Regions from separate parts of the Sus scrofa genome. Here regions 1 and 2 are each linked to region 3. The links are chromatin contacts, called in public Hi-C and HiChIP or PLAC-seq maps. All regions are on one chromosome and are shown on one strand. The core of a region is the stretch at or near the end of the contact, and the rest is flanking DNA. Distances in the headings are between cores, read along the strand shown.

Region 1 (3,882 bases), core at 528-3,027, 550 kb after region 3:
AACAAAACAAAACAACCCGAGACGGCTGATGTGTGTGCCCTGAGGGGGTGGTGACAGCGGGAGAGGGTCAGTAGAGCCAATTGTTTTACCCGCTTAATCAGTAGTGCGCTGGAAGACAGCTTGGTGCGAGATTTCTGCCCACCCTCGTTCTTTCCTTTTCTCACACGAAGTGGCCCCCTGGGGGATTTCAGCTTCCGGTGTAGAAGTTTAGGCCGCCCAAGGCACGCACGGCCTCGAAATCCTTAAAATCACTTCTAAAAATATTTTAAAGACACAGTCTTGAACCCGCCTGCTTCTCGGCCATCCCCGGCCAGCGCCCTCCTCGTGCCTCCCAGGCCGCGAGCCCTCACCTGAGTCTGGGTGAGGCCCAGAGACGCCGCCAGCTCGGCTCGCTCGGGCAGTGCCAGGTATTGAGTCTTTTGGAAACGCCGCTGAAGAGCTGCCAGCTGGAAACTGGAGTAGATGGTTCGAGGTTTCCGGACTTTCTTTGGCTTCCCGTTTACTATCCGGATTTCAGGCTCGAGGTCCTCTTTCTCTGCAGTGAAGCGGAATCATGAGAACCGCGCGATCAGGGGAGCCCAGGAGTTCCCGCCCGCCAGGAGGGGAGCGTGGAACCTGGCCTAAGCTGGGAGGCGGGTTCTTGGGGACGCTCTGCGGCGCTCAGGCACAACTTCGCCATGGGCGGACCCATGCCGCCACCAAACCAGGGAGCTAGCTCCTCCAGGGAAGGGAGGACGGGAGCAAAAGCGGGAGAAAAGAGCAGCAGGTGGTAAGGAAATGAGGTTACCGAGGCATGCACAGTGCACCCATTCGGCCGCCGAGGCGACCTGGTCCCACAAACTGAGTACCGAGGGACATACCCAGTGATCCTCGGCCGACTGGAAGTTGAGGAGGTAAAGGGCGAGGGGCGAGCGGGGAGCCGGCAGAGTGAAAGGCGAGGGCTCCGGATGGACCCCTGCCCCAATCATTTTTATCCCACCCATCCCAGTAACCAGACCGACTTTGCACCCTAGATGTCAACCACGCATACCAGGTTCGTTGTTGGCCGGGGACGAACTGGTCCCGTAGGGCGCGTAGGAGGTGTAGGCGGCGGTGTAGCCCAGGTCGTAGCCACTCTTGGCTGAATAAGGGACGTTGTTGAGGCCGCTGGCGTGGTACTGGTAGGAACCCATGTGCGCGTAGGGTGAGCCCCCACCGCCGCCTCCGCCGCCCGCTGGGTGTTGCTGGTTGGTGTAATAGCTGCTGTCGGTAGCTGTGGACACCGGGAGGGTGGGCGACTCCTGGGGCTTGTGGAGGCTGCTGCCGTTGCTGCCGCCGGGGCCAGCGCCGCCGCCGCTCGGGGGCTGCTGGTGCTGGTGGTACGTGCTGGAGGCCGTGATCTGGGTCGAGTGCATATCAGCCACCAGACTGTCAAAGACTCCAGTCATCCTGGCCCGGGACGGGAAAGAGCCGGGGTGGCGGGCGCGAGGGGGGTAGTGAGGCGCCTCCTCCGTCTCTCGCAGTCCCCTCCAGCAGCCAATGTAATTACAGTGGGGGAGGGGGGAGGAAAACAAGAAATGTAGCAATGGTCTAGGCAACTCCTCCTCCGGGGGAGGCGATCACCGTGCACTGCTCTGGACAGCTGCCGCGGGCCGCATCCTCTCTCCGCCTCTCGGGCCGCTCGGTCCTTTGCCCCGCGCGGGCTCGGGCAGGGGGCGGGCAGTGGAGGGGGCAGGGGTGGCGGGGCCTGGCCAGGGCTCCGGGAGGTGGGAGCAGGTGAGCTGCCGGGAGCTGCTTTACGATTGTCTGCGGGGCGGGCTCCTGCAGGGTGGGCATTTAACACTCGTCACGTGAGCTCAGGCGACGTCACCTAGCAACAGCCAATCGAAAGCGCCGGGCCGCGAATCTAAGGGCGCCCAGGAACACCCGACGGGGGGGGGGCAGTGTCACTGTGCGGGCGCTGCTGCTGCCTTGGTCTTGGGTGCAGACTGGCGGCTGCTGAATATGACTTACTGGGCGAGGAGTGGAGTGGGGGCGGTGGGGAGTCAGGGTGGCCAGCTTCAGGAGGTCATAAGGCGTGAAGATGGAGACCGGCATTTCGCCTCAGAGGAAGAGGAAATTGGGGTCTCCCATTCCATTCTGCGTACAAGTGCCAACCAATTCCAGTGATTCGTACCTTCATGTCCGAGGTCAGCTTTCCAACATTAATTAAAGGAAAGCAGTGTCGAAAGCCCAGCCAGCTCTAGCTCCGCTTTTCCTCAAAGGGTCTGGTGTTTACTATTTTCAGCCACTCTGCACTCCAGCCAATTGATTTGATTTAAATTATCCATAAACTACGGATAATACCTGCTTCCTAACCGACCCACAGAGATATTAGGACAATTAATTCGATACTATTTAAACTATTTTCCTTGTCGTTTGAGAGAAAAGCTATATAAATTCAAAGGTTGCTCTTATTATTAAGGTTATTGCTAATGATATATTTGAAACCGTTTTCCCTTGTACTTTTCTGACATGCAGAGACTCAGAGTAATTACGTGTATCTGGTGGCTAATTGACAACTGATAAAACGATCCTGAGGATTTCCTCTATAGGAAAGCTAGACTAAACTGACCAGATGGCCTTCAAAGTACATTCTAACTTTATAATTCCACGTTTTTACGAAAAAGGAAATGGGATAATTTTTCAGTGAGAGAGTCATCTCGATGCTACAAAACTTGGTACGTTTACAGAAACAAATAGAAAAGTTTTATCTCTCGCACTTAACCCTGTTTTTACAATTTTTTCACTTTAGGACCATGTTTTGCCCTATCATCGCAATTTCCTCTTTTAAGTCTCAAGTGTCGACCTCCTCTCTATCTCTATTACCTGGTGATTGGGAATCATGGCCCAGAGTGGAAGAACTCTCGACTTTACTGAACTCCGCAGTTCCTGCCTTGTGGCGCCACCTGGTGGAGGTGTTTGTGGTTGCGGCGGGACCAGTAGACGGTTTAATCACGCCTAGGCGCCAGTCTTTGAAACACCCCAAAAGAACAAAATAGTAATTAAAAGCCACAAAATTGTGCTAGTGCGCACCATCTGAAGCACCCCTTTCTAAAGACATAACATTTTGCTGAAAGAACTTGTTACAACAACTGCCTAATGGAAAACAAGTTGATACTTTGAAAAATATCATCTTTGGTTTTCTTCCCCAGAAAAAGCAAGTGTGTAATTAAAACTCCAGCATCCACACAGAACACTCTCTGCAGAATAGTGAGGTGGTAATCCACCTTCAAATCTTCCAGATTTAGTTCTTAGTCTTCCTTTTGGTTTCAAAATGCCCCTGGATGAAGAGGGCTGAGCTAGATAGAAAGCTTTGGGAGATGGGGCTCACCGCCATGGGACATATAGCCTGCTGCTTTGTGGGCTCCAGTCACAAAGTTAACCTCTTGATATTTAATCAGGATTGCCTTTTGGTGTCTTGACACCAAATTCCAAGTTTTTCTGTCACCACAGTGGTAGCTGTTTTGACCTGAGTTTGAAACTTGTTTTCCCCGTGAAAGTGAAATATAAAAGATCTAATTTCTGTAGTCTTGCCTTCTCTCTTTCCTCTGTTCCTCTCTTCCCACCCCAGACATGTCTTCCAGATCTATTCATGGTGGCAAGTGTGTTGTTTTATTATCTATGACAACCTGCATTAATAGCCTAAAGTCCAGGTCAGCGGAGATCTGGAAAATAGCCCCTTCCTTGAAGGAACTATGACCCCAGGCCCCCATTAACTGGACAGCAAGGAACTGTGTGCATGTGGGAGAAAAGACCAGAGGCAATGAACAAAGAGAGAGAGAGGCAGAATTTACAACTGCACTTGAAGAATCAAGAAAAGACTTGAGACATTAATTCTGATAATCTGGACACAAATCTGGG
Region 2 (4,163 bases), core at 967-3,466, 550 kb before region 3:
CAACTAGGAATCATGGGGTTGCGGGTTCGATCCCTGGCCTTGCTCAGTGGGTTAAGGATCCGGCGTTGCTGTGAGCTGTGGTGTAGGTTGCAGATGCGGCTCGGATCCCACGTTGCTGTGGCTGTGGTGTAGGTCACAGACGTGGCTTAGATCCTGCATTGCTGTGGCTCTGGTGTAGACTGGCAGCTGCAGCTCCAATTGGACCCCAGCCTGGGAACCTCCATATGCTGTGATTGTGGCCTTATAAAGCAAAAAAAAAAAAAAGAAAGAGAGAGAGGGGGAGGGAGGAAGGAAGGAAGGGGAAAGGAAGAAAAGAAAGAAAAAGGAGGAGGGAAAGAAAGAAGGAAAGAAAGAGAAGAGTAAATGGTCTGTATGGGAAATGCAGGTACTCACAGGGCTGCAACACAGCAGCTTTAAGCAGGGGCTGGAGTTGCGCATCCACTACCTCAGGTCCACAGCTGGTGTTCTGCAAACTATGGCTCCTGTCAGATGTCTGGGAAACAAAAATTTTGACCACTGAACATAGCAACAGCTTATAACACCACCACGAAGAGGATTATAATTGCCAAGCAGAACAAGAATATTTATCAACAAATCTAGCTCTTATACTTACTCCTTTGCGTCAAATTCATTAATTTGTTGAATTAACTGCCAGGTACTCTATTAGGTATTAGGAATACAGAGCTGACTCCACTGCATTCCCTGTCCTTGAGAAGCCTCATAACTGGAGATATCATCTGAATCTTTATATATGTCCCAGGCCTCCTAAAAACCTGGTATTGGTTTATGGACAGCAGAGAAAGAAAAATGATTTTTTTATTTTAAAATTCTAAATACTCTTCTATTGTTACAAAAGCAGTCCATGAGTATTTCAGAATGTAGCACCAGCAAAGACAAACCAAACCAAAAAAAAAAAAAAAAAAAAAAATTCCATCACTACCAAGGGGTCACCATAGTAATGCTTGGTTCATATCTTGCTACATCTTCATACACATACTCTGCGTTAAGGTGTATTTGGTTTACAAAAATATGTCTGTATTGTTTACAGACATATTTTGCCTTATAACCTGGTCTTTTTTCAGTCAATAATTTCCACTTTTCCAGGACAATTAATGCTTTACCTTCAAATTCTCAGTATTCACATTTTCCCAATTGAGCCCAAACTGTCCTTTACAGCTTATTTTTCCAAATCAACCCCTAACTCATGGCCTTTCATTGCACCTCCTGGCTATATTCTTGATTATTTCTTTTAATCCAGTATAAACTCTTTCTTGTTATTCCGATTTGATGAAAAGAACTGGCCAGCTGTTATGAAAAACGGCTCACTTCCTGTATTTTTGCCTGGTTGCTTCCTTGTGAAATCATTTTACTTATTCCTCTATCCTCTCTTCCTGTAAATTGGAAGATCTAACTAAAGGTGTGAAAGGAGCAAGGTAAACATTTTGGACCAGAGTACTTCACAGGTGATAACAGGTACTTCATGTTGCTTCACATCAGAATACACATGCTCTGATATCTGGTTGATCCACCGTAAGTGATACTCAAATTGACCCGTGGGCAATGGCCATAACTGCGGGGTTTTAGAAGGGAAGGGGCAAAAGGAGCAACCGAGTAGGAAAACTGTGACCACAAGTTGGCTAACTGAAGGAAGCGGGGTGGAGAACTGAGCAGCAGGCGGTGGAACTCCAAGGGCATCCAACTGTGCTCCCCACTCGGGCACCGCTCAGTTTGTGACGATCTTTTTCTCATAATTAGGGGAAAAAAAACAAAGAACTTCGGCGGGTCCTCCATGACTCTTTAGGACAAGTGCTTTATGAAGGGAGCGTTTTCCTTTATAAAGAGGTGAGCGGAAGCGCTATCTGCCCACGAAGATACCCTACCACGCTCCTCCGTACAACCTGGGAGGAGTACTTTAAACTCAGAGAAGAGGGAACTCGTAGTGTTTGCATCCACCCGGTTCTTTTCAACAGCAGCCCCTTCCTGGTCTCTGGCCACCAGGCGGAGCTACAATCAAACAACTCTTCTTGCAGGCTAGCGGGAACGCGGCTTAGATGAATCTTGTCAAGCCCAGGGACCCGTAGCAAGGTGCCAAGGCTGGATGAACCGTATTTCTGCTCTCTCGCGAGCACGAGTAAGGCCCCTCCCCACCTTCCCGCTCCCCCCTCCCCTCGCCTGCTGTACGCTCAGGCTCCTCCCGGTGGTTCGCGGCAGGTGGCGCTGTCGGCGGCGTCGCTGCGGCCCCAGCTGCCGAGGCGACGATCTCCCAGCGGGCAGCGCGGCCCGGCTCTCCCGAGGCAGCGAGTGCCACGTCCCAAGTGCTACGCGGAGGAGCGGAGCGGGTGGTGCGCGGGAGGCGGGAGCTGCGCGAAGCCCGGCCCGGCCACACTGATCGCCCGCCGCCATGGGCTCCTCGCAGAGCGTCGAGATCCCAGGCGGGGGCACGGAGGGCTACCACGTCCTGCGGGTAAGAGCATCGACGGCGGCGCGGGGGTGGCGGGCTGGAGGCGGGGCCCGGTCACGGGGAGGCTGAGGCCCCGACGGGCTTCTTCTTGGGGCAGCCAGGCCGGACCCCGAGAAGGAGCGGCGAGTGCCGGCGCTGCGTTGGCCGAGGCCGGTTCGAGAGGCCGCTCGCATCCCGCCTACCCCGGACTCTCCGGGCCCAGCATCCGGAAGGAGAGGCTGGAGCCAGAGGTGGCAGCCTACGATTTGGCCGGGGGCGGCCCAGGCGAAGAGGGCAACCTCGGCTCCTTTTCCTTTTGAGAGCCTTCTCTGCCCCTCTCCCCTTCATTCTTAGCTCCCAAAGTCAAGGAAGGCTTGGGGGCAAAGTCTGTAAAAGAGGTGATGGTGAAGGTAGCGTTTCTTTTCTGTGAAAAGGAAGTCTGGAATCCGCAGGCTAGGGGAGGGGGATGCGACGGCAGGTGTTAATCTACCTCGGCGCTGTCTGGATGTCGGGAAAGGCCAATTAGGCAAACAAAACGAAATGGCCTAGAAGCAGGTTCGACGTACTTAAATCTGCTTGATTTTCAACTGGACTTTCTTCTGTCCTGTGTCGCTCCTGACCTTTCCAACGCTCCTCTTCCACATTTCCTGCCCAGGGGAACTTCCGTTCTCTTTTTTCTAAGTCTGCTCAGGGTGTGGTGGTGATGAATGTTTAGATCCACAGTGTAAAAGAGGTAAATGGAGAGGAACGTTAAAAAAAAAAAAAAAATCAGGTAAATAAAGGAAAGCAACCTCAGTCCCCAGGACGCAGGGAAACAGTATCTCTGAAAGCATTAGCTAAGTCCCTGCTATGAATAGCCTGGGTTGTTCAGAGCATGTGGTCCTTTCCTCGTGGAACTGAGTGTCTTTAAAAGTAGCAATGTTGATTGTGTGCGTGACACCTGCGTGAGTGATAACATGATGGACTGTCAGCAAACTAGCCCCAATCTGGAGCACCATTCAGTGTAACTAGATATTAGCTCCTGGCTAATTTTCACTGAAAGTAGGAAAGCTCAATCCGTGGTGCTACAGCCATGTTCTCCCTTAGGTCCCATGTTTGAGGTGAGACAGCATTCTTAAACTAAATTACCAGAAGTCTGCTTGATAGGGCTGTCATCAGTCACCTTTCTGATCTTCAGGATTATCACATCTAGTTGCCTCTCCACTCTGCTAAAAATCCCTGTTGAAGCCACACTCTTGGTAGGAGAGTATGATTTTCCCAGAAAATACAGAGAATGTATAAATAAACTATTACCTTCTAATTCCCTTCAGCTAAGCCAGCCCCCAAGTACCACGCTGACGGAAATGGAGGGAGAATGGTCAAATCCCAGTTGTGAAGTGAAACTTGGTGGCAGTACTTTTCTATTCTCTGGTTTGATTCTGAGTTCCTCTGCTTTTGGACTATGTTGTCCAGTATTACCAGATGATTCTCACAGTTGCTGATTGTGGCCATGAATACTGGGATTCGTGATATTTTTATAATTCATGCACTAGGTAAAGCAGTGTTGATGAGTTTTTAGTCTATAAGAAAGCTGTACACATCAAAAGGATTCTAATTCAGTGACTTCTGTTAATGACTATGTTCGTTCAGTGTTAAAGTTGAAGTGAATTTCTTTACATAGGTGCACTTCAGTAAATCAGCACTCACTCATATTCAGTGGTGTATCGGCTATTAATCTATAAAT
Region 3 (3,945 bases), core at 969-3,468:
AACAGCATAAAATTAAACAAGGAATCTTTGTAGCACTCAGGAATCCCAAAAACCCTGAAAAATTAAAACTGGAAGATTCAGTGACAGTTTCTGTTTGTCTCTGCTCTACCCTCACCCTTCTCCATGCTGCTGTGTCCTGGGAGCTGACCTATATGCGACACATCATCTTCCTTCCGGGTTTCAGACGAGCTTCAGCCATTTGGAAGGGAAGAGAGTAAGGCTAGACCAGTCACGCTGCCTCCCATTTTCCTTCCCTGTAGGGTCCCTGCAGGCTGGCTGTATCCCTCAACTCAAGGCCCTAGCCCTAGTCAGGCTGCCCTCTCCACACTCCTCTCTCTGGGTGTGTCTCTGTCTCTTTCTCTCTCTAGATTTCAGTAACCCTCTCCTATTCAAGCTGGGGCACTGCAATGCCCTTGTGGTTTCTCACACCCTGCCCACAACTTTGTAAATAGCCCTGCTCGTTGTTAAATTGCCCAATCAGAAGGAGTAACCTGTTTCCTGCCCAGAGCCCTGACTGACCCACTCAGTCCCATTCTTCTCCCAACAAACATGCCAAGGAAGTCTAAAATGACAAGGACTACCTAACCTCAAGGGGGCTGTCTGGGGAGTGGAGACAGCCACAGAAACAGATGGTCACAGCCCATCTTTTTTTTTTTTTTTTTTTTTTTTTTTTTTTTTGTCTTTTGGCCATTTCTTGGGCTGCTCCCGCAGCATATGGAGGTTCCCAGGCTAGGGACTGAATTGGAGCTGTAGCCACCGGCCTATGCCAGAGCCACAGTAACCCGGGATTTGAGCCGCATCTGCAACCTACACTACAGCTCACGGAAACACCGGATCCCTAACCCACTGAACAAGGCCAGGGATCAAACCTGCAACCTCATGGTTCCTAGTCGGATTTGTTAACCACTGAGCCACGACAGGAACTCCGGTCATAGCCCATCTTGATAAGTGTGCAGAAAGGCACTGGTTGGGGAAGTGGGTGGAAGTGTAACACAGGGGCATAGGCAGACCCAGGGAAGGTTTCTTGGTGAAGATGGAGTTGGGCAAATATAGAGACAGAGATATGGGTAGGCAGTGGTCAGAAGCTGGGAGAGAAGCAGTGAACATTAGGGTCAGACCATAGAAAGCTTTATACTGCTGGGAGGGGTCCTTCTTTTCCATTTGCTTCCTTTCTTTTTCTTTCTTTTTTTTTTTACCACAGAGGGGAAAATGACACCAGTGAAGTCCACAGCTTCTTACTCTTAAACCTCAATCTTACCCCACTACCAGTGCTTGACACTCCTACTTCATTGCCTAAAACCTGTCTTTTCCCTTGAAAATCACTCCCATATACCACCTGCACATGCCGAGGTCTTTAAAAATGGCAACACGACAATATGGGAAACTGTTCTTGGAGATGAGTAGGAAGACGGCTAGAAGTGAACTTTTCCATATGCATTCTAGGATCCCTAATCGCCAGAGCCTCGTTTTCTTTAGCAGCAGTGGATAACCTCCAACGCTATTTCTTGTCCAATGAAGAAGGATGAAATTAATGTTGGAAAGAGAGCAGGGAGTGAGTGAGCTTCACTCCACCAAGGTGGGGCTTTAGGCCAAATAGGTTGGAGCAGGTGGTACTTATAAGATCCATTTTTTATCACACAGGGGCAAGTCCAGGCTCCAGGAGGTGTCTGTCTTCCTTTTCTTAAGCACAAGCGGCACCGTAGTTTCCTTGCTAAGGCCAGGTCCACACTATCCCACAAGCTCCTCCTTGGCATCAAACAGAGCCGATCTTCGAGGACTGAGGCTCAGGAGACTTCTAGTCAAAATCACACCCACAACGCCAGTGCGCACCACTGCCTTACTCAGCCTTCCCTCAAATAAGGAAGCGACACGGGAAGAGTTAAAAGAAAGTGGTGGGTATGGACTCCTCCGAACGCTCGCTCGTAACTAACTGGATTGGTTTCTCCAGCTCTCTGCAAATTCAGATGCTGGGCCAGGAGGGGCGCAGCGAGAGCTCTGGGCGGCTACGGGATCCCGAGGGTGGGGCTGGTCTCTGAGCGACCGCCAGCTGCGCACCACCGAGGCCCCGCATCCCCGACAGGCCCGCGAGAAAGCCCCTCCCCCGGGCGGAGACAGCTTCAAGAAGTCGACGCCGCGTCCCGCCGCGGGGCCAGTACCCAGAGGCTGCAGCGGCCGCCGCTTCGTCGAGTTCCTGCGGCTGCCACCGTGCGGAGTATGGGGCACTGATGGCCATGGAAGGTTACAGGGGTTTCCTGGCGCTGCTGGTGTCGGCTCTGCTCGTCGGCTTCCTGTCCGTGATCTTCACCCTCATTTGGGTCCTCCACTACCGAGAGGGGCTCGGCTGGGACGGGACTGCGCTGGAGTTTAACTGGCACCCAGTGCTCATAGTCACCGGCTTCGTCTTCATCCAGGGCATCGGTACTGGCACTTTCTGGGAGGCGGAGGGGCCGGAGGGGCCGGAGGTTCCCGACCGAGCACCCACCGAGTGGGGCTGAGCGAGGGAGGGGGTGAGAGAGCAGCGCTCGGGCTCGCGGGGGGAAGCCGAATCCCCCGGCGCGGCGCTGGAGAGAGGGGGGCGGGTTCCGGGACTTCGGGGCCGCTGGCCCGGCCGACTTGGGCGAGCGCGGGAGTCCGGGTGCTGGGGCGGGGCGCGTGGGGCGGGAATTCACGGCAAGACGCTTAGCGAGGTCGCATGGGCACCGGCGGAGCGGGGAGGGTCGGCCCGAGCACGCCGGCCCGGCTGGGTAACTCTTTGCTGCAAGTGGCTGCAACGCACGACGCACTTGCGGTGCCCCCACGACGCCAGACGCGGGAACGGAGGAAAGCTGCGGGAGTGCCTTGCGGCCCCGCAGCCTTCGACCCCGGAAAATAGCCCCCTGAGGCGCGAGCCTGCGCAGTCAGGGGCGCGGAGATATCTTGAGGCGAGGCCTTGAACTTGCTTCAAGGCTGCAGATGAGGAGAGGAAAACAGCGAGGGGGGGAGGGGAATGAAGGGGCGAGAATTTGCCCCTTCTTTTATCTCGTCCTCAGTCCTGAGCGAAGGGGCCAGTCAGCGGTCGGCGGGTAGCCAAGGTGGGTGAAGAAAGCATCAGTTCTGGTTTCACGCCTTCTACAGCGTTAAACTCAGTCGAGCCCGAGAAGCTGCCAGGACTCCAAAAGGGTGTTTCGCTGCCAGGCTTGGTCATTGGACAGTCTTGAGTCCGACTTGTTTTTGCGGCTGCTGACTGGAGAAAGTTCGCCTGCGGGGCTTCCGGTTGGGCGCTGGCCCGGAACGCGGGGCGGAGGATGCCCGTAAGGGGTCCGCAGCGGGCCGTGGCCGCCCTGCTGGGAGAGATGCTTCTGCTTGGGACATATTTGGGGCTTGCTCCGTCGGCCTGCATTCTCTGGGATGTGGCTGGCGCCGAGGGAGGGCTCGGTGGATGGCATTTTGGAGTTTTGGTTTTTGGGGGGGGCTTTTTTTGAGATATTATTGATATATTAATTTCAGGTGTATGACAGTTATGGAAATGATCACTATAATGTCTAGTTAACGTCCACCACCTCACATAGTTACATTTTTTTCCCCCTTGGGACGAAAACTTTTAAGATCTAGTGTCTTTAGCAACGTTCAAGTATACAATATAGTACCATCATCTGTAGTCACCATGCTGTAAGTCCCCAGGGCTTATACTCTAAGTGGGTGAAGGTGACTTTGCCGCCTACCTTCTCTCCTGGTCAGTGGCCGTTTTTGTTGTCGTTGCGTGGTACTACTCACAAAGTTCTGGCAGTTTTCTTTCCCGCAGCTGCTGTTGGGCTGGAAGAACCTCTAGCTAGTGGTGCAAGTGCCATTTATTTGTAACCACTTTCCAAAAAGTGAAGTCAAGCCCTTGGCAGAGAAAGTGTCTAGAAAAAGGCAGACAGTGGTGGACCTGGGTTAATGTTGTAGAAAGTAATGGCGAGGAGGGGA

The links. Hi-C and Micro-C count contacts between places; a contact is called where the count stands out from the background. HiChIP or PLAC-seq counts read pairs in DNA pulled down with a chosen protein or histone mark.
Region 1: a contact with region 3 is called in an H3K27ac HiChIP or PLAC-seq map of alveolar macrophages. The contact joins the promoter of DLX2 here to the promoter of CYBRD1 in region 3. A contact is called at or near these places in 1 of 5 promoter capture datasets (fetal skeletal muscle) and 1 of 2 datasets of contacts at active chromatin or transcription factors (alveolar macrophages).
Region 2: a Hi-C map of skeletal muscle shows a contact between it and region 3, with 6 times the contacts expected there. The contact joins the promoter of GORASP2 here to the promoter of CYBRD1 in region 3. A contact is called at or near these places in 1 of 5 promoter capture datasets (fetal liver), 2 of 47 Hi-C or Micro-C datasets (heart right ventricle and skeletal muscle) and 1 of 2 datasets of contacts at active chromatin or transcription factors (alveolar macrophages).

Annotation. Positions count from the first base shown.
Region 1 is chr15:78,202,487-78,206,368 of Sscrofa11.1, forward strand. It overlaps DLX2 (homeobox protein DLX-2), which reads right to left and starts at 1,778. Exons shown (of 3, transcript XM_003133477.4): 1 at 1,031-1,778; 2 at 351-535. The coding sequence starts at 1,427.
Region 2 is chr15:77,097,092-77,101,254 of Sscrofa11.1, forward strand. GORASP2 (Golgi reassembly-stacking protein 2) reads left to right here and starts at 2,217. Exons shown (of 11, transcript XM_021074828.1): 1 at 2,217-2,464. The coding sequence starts at 2,402. LOC110256942 (a long non-coding RNA gene) reads left to right here and starts at 2,084. Exons shown (of 1, transcript XR_002339024.1): 1 at 2,084-2,467.
Region 3 is chr15:77,647,076-77,651,020 of Sscrofa11.1, forward strand. It overlaps CYBRD1 (cytochrome b reductase 1), which reads left to right and starts at 2,219. Exons shown (of 4, transcript NM_001128452.1): 1 at 2,219-2,418. The coding sequence starts at 2,226.